Linked DNA regions of Zea mays: region 1 is linked to region 2. The links are chromatin contacts, called in public Hi-C maps. All regions are on one chromosome and are shown on one strand. Each heading gives the region's core, a stretch centred on a gene start, on an enhancer-like site or on the middle of the called end of the contact. The rest is flanking DNA. Distances are from core to core; before and after follow the strand shown.

Region 1 (4,045 bases), core at 1,365-3,864, 85 kb before region 2:
AGTTTAAGCTGCTAAAATACAGTTTAATGTCCAGGTTAACACATTGGCAATTGTTGCATTTACGACTGACACAGTGTATTTTTATAGAAACACTGGCACGATACAAAGAGCTACAACAGCAGTGGCATCTGAAGTCTCCAATGAAATGATGAAGAGTACCTGCAAGCATTCAGGATCGCAGAAAATGTTACAACATTTGGCCGTACACCCTGCTGGACCATCTTCTGAAACAATTCCAGAATGAAAAATAGTTCCTGTGACCTCCTCATCCTAACATCAGTGGCAGAGCGCCCTCCTCTTATCACTGGATTAGTGACCCTTACAACCTGGCCACCATAAACCCCAACAATTCCCATGTCACCAATATCAGAATCCTCCTCAGTAAAAATCTTCGACTTGCCAAATGCATCAATGATTGTGTTGTAGGTTACAACATTTGGCTTGATACCCATCTTCATCATCTCATCAAGCAAAGACAAAGCACACTCAACCAAGCCATTCTTGGCCAAAGTATCAATAAAAGAGCTGAACAGAACAACATCTGCCTTTAGACCAGACTCCTTAAAATCCAAATAGACATTAAATGCATCTCCATGCATTCCTGCCTTCGAATAGATATCTATCAAAGTTGAGTATGTCAGCACACTAGGAGCTACGCCTTGCGCCCGCATATCTTGAACAAGGAAAGCGACCATGTCCAAGCGTCCTTGCTTTCCATATCCATTAATCAAGGAATTGTAAGTAACAGTGTCCTTCTCAATGCCCAATTTCTCCATTTCTTCACATACAGTAGCAATTTCATCATATTTCCCTGTCTTCACATATATGGCCAGTAAGGTGTTGTAGCAAACTCGGTCCAGTTGTATTCTCAAAGACTTCATCTTTTCACGCAACTTGAGTGCCTCATCATATTTCTCCAGTTTGGAGAATCCATCCATAAGCGTACTATATGTAACGACATTTGGCTTGGCATTGTTTGCTTCCATATCCAATACAACTTGCAGAGCCAGCCCCATGTTGCCACACTTGCAAATAGCATCGACGAATGTGTTGTAAGTGTAAATGTCACGCCCACTACCAAGATGGATCATTTCATCAAAGACAGTGCGAGCATCTTCCAAATGCCCAGCCCGGCTACATGCAGCAAGAAGTGAGTTAAATGTTTTACGGTCCGGACAGAGCCCATCCTGCAGCATCTGACGGAAATATCCAAGTGTGAACCTAAGGTCAACACCCCCTTTTCCACATGCATCAATCACTGCATTGTATGATACCGTGGTAGGCCGCAATCCTGCACCTTTCATCGACTCAAGCACCCCCATGGCCTCAGTTGCAAGCCCACTCCTGGCATAAGCTGAGATAAGCGCAGAGTGCGCAAACACCGTATTGCCATAGCTCCCTGCAATGCCAGTATCAAAAGCCCTCCTCGCGAGGTCTGGCCGGCCCATCTTGCCAAGTGCACCAATGGCGGCAGTCAGAAGTTTTCCCTTGTCAACAGCACCACCCCCAACTAAGGGTAGTGCGGCATAGAACACCTCGAATGCACGAAGTGCAGATTTATCCCTGTCGCCGAGCCCCCGGAGGATCTGGCAGTAGTCCTCAGGACCAAGTAGCTCGCCCCGAAACGACGAGAGGGCCGAACCAAGCCCTCGCCTATCTTCAGGCGCGACGCGGAGCAGCTTCTCGACACAGCGACCCGCGGCGGCTGAGGACACGCGCCCGCGGTCCTGTGCGCCCCCTCCGCCGCCGCCGCCACGGGTGCGCTTGGAGATGGTCTTGGTGGTGCGCGCGCGCCGAAACTCCGGACCGAGCGCGGCGGCCGCCGCCGCGGTGCGCTGGGGCTGCTGCGCCCACGGCGCGCCGTGGCCAACGAAGATAGGCCTGTGGGCGGGCTGGCACGCCGCGGAGGAGGAGGCGGCCGGGGAAGCCGCCGCGAGGAGGTGTGGCGGGCACAGCGCCGCGGCCGCGGCCGACGCCGAGGCCGGCGGCGCGGACGGGTGCAGTCGCGCGGTGGCCGTGGCCGTGACCGCCGCCGCGGCGGCCGCCGAGTGGTGGTGCGCCGCGTGGTGCGACGCCGCGTGCGCCTGCGACGGCGTGAAGTGCGTCGCCATACCGGCGGTGGCCGCAGCAGACTCCCAGCAAAGCACGCAACCACGCGAGAATCACCTCCTCCCGAACGGCGCGCTCTTTGCCCAAACCCGGTCAAAATCCTCCCACGAAATTCTTCCTCCACGAGACACCAGCTGCACAACCCTGCCCACTAAATCCTAACCCAAACCAAGCAGCCTAGAGATACACCGGACCGGAATCGAATCTCCGGGTCCTCGCGCGGCGGCACGACACTAGCCAAACAGAGCACCAGAAAGGCGGGATCTTGAGGACTAAACTAAACCAGGGCCATTTTGCTGCGGTGCAGCAGCAGAGGCTATGATGAGGGAGCCATCAGATCATGCCCGTTGGCGATCGATTTGATGATAAGATAAGGGGATTTGGCGTCTGATTTCGCGAGGCGGGGATTGGGTGGCTGCCAAGAACACACGCGTGGCGTGGGTAGGAAGCGAAGCGAGGCAGAGAAGGGAAGAGATAAGACGCCAAGAAAAAAAGTGAACAAAGAATTGGACTTTTATGCGTGGGCCCCTCATTCACCTCGAAGCATTTCCTCCTCTAGCTACCGCGTTTCGTACAGATTTTTTTCGTGGGTTGAGTTACTGACATGCTGGACCCAGTGGCCCCACCTGCATGCAGTCGTGGAGGTCTGGAGGACGAGGAGGCGCTTTGCTTCGGCGACGTTGGCGAAACATGAGCGTGACACAGCTGAGCTGGCGTGTTTCGTGGCGGATGCTTGGGTTATGTGGCCAGGTGGCTGCTTAAACTGCTTTCAACGCCCGCCGACCTCCCCTCTCCTACCCCTGTAGCAATTTAGGGTGATGCGTGAGCTATAACGGCACGCGCTAAACGGCCCCCTACCTGGTACAGTGCAAGGGGGCAACCTTCTTTCTCCACAGATCTGGGCGCTAAACGGCCCCCTACCTGGTACAGTGCAAGGGGGCAACCTTCTTTCTCCACAGATCTGGGGCAGCCGCCGGCTTCCTCTTGCACTATTCGTCGTTGTTTTGTGTGCACTTGAGTGTTTCTTAGTTGGTAAAAAATAAGAATAGATAATGAATAGACATGAAAAATAATATTTTATGATTATAGTGAGGTATAGGGAAGATATAGGGGGAACCGCTGTAGAGCGTGGAGATATAGGGGGAAGAGAACGCTGACGTGACACGTGAGTGGGATTTAGGGGGAACCGCTGAACACAATCTTAGATGGTGAATCGCTGTAGCCACTCCCACTCGCGGAGAGTAGTGATGGCAACGGATCGGATTCGGATCGGATATTGCAAATATCCATTCGCAACCACATCCGCGATTGCAACCAATATTCGCCCGCGACATACCCGCGGGTAGAAATTTATATCCATGCACGTGTCCATTGGATTTTGGACTGGTTTCGGATATCCATCGGATATAATAGACACAATCATTTATTCAACAATTCAATAGCATAATTAGTCAAATTTCTTCCCAGTTCACCATCATACACAATTAGAACTTAATAAAAGAATTATTATGGGCCTGCGGGCCTCGGTTAGGGGCACTAGAGCTTGTAACAGCCAACCGTCAGCGGCGGTCTATGAGACTTGGAAAAGGGCCACGGGGCACAACGCAGGAAGCCAACAAGGCTATAAGGGGTGGCCAACAGTGGGAAATTGGGAGCGTTAGGCGTGGGGTTCATTGTGTTAGAGTTTGTTCTTTACTATGTAACATGGGCTAGGCCAAAAAATACACTATGGGTTGATTTCGGATATCCACCGGATAACCCGTGGATAGAATGTAATATCCTAATCCCTGCCCACCCGACTTCGGGTCGGATTCGGGTCTGACCCACGGGTCAAAACATGTATCCATATCAGGCTCCGTCGGGTCGGATATCCGGTGGATATCCAAATCCACGGGTCAAATTGCCATCCCTAGCGGAGAGGTCGACCAAGTCTCTG
Region 2 (4,129 bases), core at 28-2,527:
CTCGGGCGAGACGAAAATCCTCCGGGGTCGGCTGCCCTTGTCCGAGGCTAGGCTCGGGCGAGGCGTGATCGAGTCGCTCGAATGGACCGATCCCTGACTTAATCGCACCCATCAGGCCTTAGCAGCTTTATGCTGATGGGGTTAACAGCTGAGAATTAGGAGTCTTGAGGGTACCCCTAATTATGGTCCCCGACAATGGTATAGGAAAAATTAATATCACATCAAACATAAGTACAAACTAAGTAATAATGATCTACGCGATGCTACGAGATCGTGGGTTCGAGAATCACTAAATTTGGAGCTACGGTTACAATGATATGACTTAAAATTTAGGTGATTTAATCAATGAAACTATATTTATGTTGATTAAAATAAATCATGTGAGAAAAGATATAACAAACTCTAATTTTAATATAGGTTATAACCTAATTAGAGTTCATTTGATAGTCAATTAATAGTCATAGTCGGACTACTTTGATAAAATATTAATCTACTATATGGATAGGGTAATTAAATAACTAACTAAAAGAGTATGTGATATGACAACGGGATGTTTGTCATAGTGTAGTAAACTTTATTACAAATATATCAGCAAACGGACGACCCACATAAGATCTGGCCGAACCGCACACTGGCTCTGATCGTGGCCGTTGGCGACCAAATCAGCGGTCCTAGCACATCTTCCCCACCTCGACGCGGCTGAGCGGGGGCGAACAGCACGCCGCAGCGGAGCAACTCGCCGGCGCACCCCGCCCGACGGAGACAGGGCCCCAAATCCTACACAAACCCGTGCTACACGCAGAGGAAGACGAGGTGATTCGAGAGGAAGGCGTCTTACCGTGAGTCAATGCTTGGTTGCGGCCAGCCAAGTACCAGGCAAAATCACGGCGTAGGGGAAACGACGGTGAGAAATTAGTGGCCTCACGGTGGATTTCCCCGTAGCGGAAGGTTGTGGCCGGTTTTGGTAATCGCCACCGATTGTCCAAGGGCTTCAATTCGGCTCCACAACCGTCATGGCGAGAGCAGAGCCAATGGCAGGCCTTTCCCCTAGCAGGCGGCAGCGAGGTTCAAGGGATTAGGCCGCACGACCCAAGCGTGGAGTTCAGCTGGCTTCAGATGCGTGCCCAGGCATAGTCTTATAGCCAGGACCACGCCAACTAACCGCTAGAGATCCACGGAGATCCACGATCGGACCTCGGGTGTTAGGTGAGCGCGCAGCGGGATGACAACGTGGGCCCCGCTAGTCATTGAGAGAGGCACCGCAGGCTCAGGAGCGCCACAGAAGGGAAGGTCGCTGGCGAGCGGGCCCCAGCCGGTAGTGGCACATATGCGTGCGGCGCGGATACTGTGCTAGCAAGGTGAGGTGGGCCGGCTGAGCAGAATCGACCCATAGGTAGCCTTCTTTCTCATTTTTTTGTTTTCTTTCTATTCTCTTTTCAATTCAATTTTGAATTCAAATCTGTTCTAAATTTAAGTTTAAGTTTAGTGCACCAATAGAACTCCAATATAATGTGCAACAATTATATTAATATATTTAGTTACTTTATTTATTATTATTATTTTATTTTAGATAATGCTTTTAACATGAAATACACATCACATTTATTTCAATAGTATATTATTTCGGGTGTCTAGTCAAGTCAAAGGTATATTCTAAAGTTCATATTCCTTTTTTCTGATAGAAAACACTTTTCTATTGTCTAATCTTTATTAGGATATGATTAGCTAATCTTATTTTATTACGAGCGTTTACTTCATAGAGGGTGAATTCTAAAGTTCAGTCTTTTTCAAGAGCACCTATTTTGATGATTATATTTATTATTATTATTTCTCTCTAGAAGATTCCCTTAAATCTCAAGTTAAGATTTTTGAGTGTTACATTTCCTCAAGCAATATCATCATAGTATGTGGCAAGATGCCTAAGAAAGCCGATGTGGTCACATCGAGTTAGTTGCTTTTGGTTCGCTCAGCTCCGCCAAAAGGCAGGGGACATATGTTGGGCAGCAAAATGGCCGCGCGGACGGTCTGCGGTCCGGAGAGTCCACACTAGGGGCGCGGACGGTCCGCGTGCGCGCAGAATCAGCTAGGGTTCCAAGTTTCTTGCGAGATTTGTTAGCTAAAACCACGGATTTAGCTCAGGATGCGGATTGTAACGGGTCCAGACCTCCCCTTTATATATATATGGAAGACTACGACAGATCGAACATCAACAATCGAATCAATAGCCAATTTATATCTTGTTTTACCTTAGCCATTAGTTTAGCTCTAGTTCAGCCATTCTCTACCTCAAATCTTCACCTCTCTTCGGCTCTACGTCGACTAGAGGCGTCTTGGGTGGCCTGTCGATCCTAAAACAAAGCCTAGGACCTCTCCTCCCCGACGGGGTCCCTCGCGGGAGCGAGATCCAGGCGCTGCCAGTGAACTCTGCCGCCCCTGCGCACGCGCAGACCGTCTGACCATCAGGCGCGTACCGTCCGGCTCGTTAGGCAGGAAGGCCAGTCCCTGCGCCAGGTCGCGGACCATCCAGCCCTTGGCCGTGGACCGTCTGCGCCTCCGTAGAGAGCACCGCCGTCGGTTCTCAACGCACGGATTGGCGTCCGGATACGCCTATAGTCTCACAAGTTCTTAAGAGCAGCTGCAGCGTATAGTCATCCAAAAAAATTGTAACCAAGACCTCATCTAGATGATGTTTGGAATAAAACGGTCCGGTGCATAGTGCAGCATGCAAAACCAATCCTTCACTCCGTTCCAAAAAAACAATGTTTCTCTTTCTTCCCACAATACAAAGGCTAGAGTTCACTAACAAGTACAGTGTACCACTACCACCCGAACAACATGCGGCGTGCTATCTCAACATTTTGTTTCTCTTTCCTAGCACCACAAAAAAAAACAAGCGTATGTTGCAGCTGCTCTTACAAGGTTCATGTAAAAGAAAACGAGTTAAATTGATCTTACACCAAAAGAAACTAAAAAGAACTCGACCCGAGGGGGTTAAGCGGGCCCAACGACATCCATATAAAAAGTCACGGAACCACAAGTTCTGTTCTGACTTGCACTATAATAACGGAAGTCATTTTCGGCGAGTACAAACTGCCAAAAATATGTCTTATACCGTCGAAAAATAAGTTATTTTTAATGGCATAATATTTATTTTCGGTGGTTGGTGACCGCTAAATAAAAAGCCGAAAATAAGTACATATTTTTAATGGTTAAACCGTCAAAAATAACTTATTTTCTACGACTGTCCCTCTGGCTATTGAAAATAACGTTTATTTTTGGCAGCAAAAGCAGTCAAAAATAGTCTTATTTTTTATGGCACTTATTGACCGCCAAAAATAACCGTTATTTTCGACAGCTAGAGTATAGCAGCCGAAAATGCTTGATGTTGCTGTTGTGTTGTCTTATTGGCAGCGGCTGTAAACAGCGATGTATGTCTAAAAAAATCGTAAAAGGGGCATGTAGACGTTGTATTATCTATACATTCATCTCCCCACACATATGTCTAAATTAATGCGTAATAAAATTTGAATCTAGAATGAAGGAAGTAGTATTTAGCAGAGGATTTTTAAAATCTTCGACGTTCGATATCAAAGAGTCTGTAAGTTATAGGCAGTCGTGTCAATGGGCCAGATGATAGCGAACATGCGTTGGAGCGAACTTGTAAGCGACTCCACAGGTCGTGAACAGACGACGTCGATCAAGTAACCACTCGCCTCTTCGTACAAGTGATAGGTTCAGAAAGGCACACGTTTGAGTTGCCTGCGCCGACGAAACTTCACTTGGTCACATCCATGAAAAAAGGAATGTTTTTTTTGTACGCGGAGAAAAAAAAATCCGCATGGCTGCACGGTTTCTACGGTTACTTTACTACTCTTTCGCTTCCAAAATAAATACTATATTTAGAGTTTTTGTCAAAAGATCAATATTAATTAAAAAATACATATAAACCTACATAAAAAGTTGCTTGAAAATGTACATCGCACTTGAAGAATAACGAAAATAGAAAGAGACAACTAGAGTTATTTAATTTTGTAGCTAAAGGTATATTTATTTTGGGACAAAATTTTAAATTCTAAAAAGACACACTTATTACGGGATGAGGAGGGTAAGACCTTTTTTGAATACAATA

What was found. A called contact is a pair of places that touch in the nucleus more often than the background predicts.
Region 1: a contact with region 2 is called in a Hi-C map of endosperm, with 3 times the contacts expected there. The contact joins the promoter of LOC103639469 here to the enhancer-like site in region 2. A contact is called at or near these places in 2 of 25 Hi-C or Micro-C datasets (endosperm and leaf).

Annotation. Positions count from the first base shown.
Region 1 is chr1:151,400,682-151,404,726 of Zm-B73-REFERENCE-NAM-5.0, reverse strand. It overlaps LOC103639469 (pentatricopeptide repeat-containing protein, chloroplastic-like), which reads right to left and starts at 2,614. Exons shown (of 4, transcript XM_008662223.4): 1 at 160-2,614. The coding sequence starts at 2,111.
Region 2 is chr1:151,314,084-151,318,212 of Zm-B73-REFERENCE-NAM-5.0, reverse strand. No RefSeq gene overlaps it. Among protein-coding and RNA genes, the nearest start is that of LOC118476060, 11 kb to the right of the region's middle. Within about 2 kb of position 1,277, at least 20 of the 20 cell types and tissues checked have an H3K27ac peak or open chromatin away from gene starts, as enhancers often do. A contact at or near this core is called in endosperm and leaf, where this site is marked.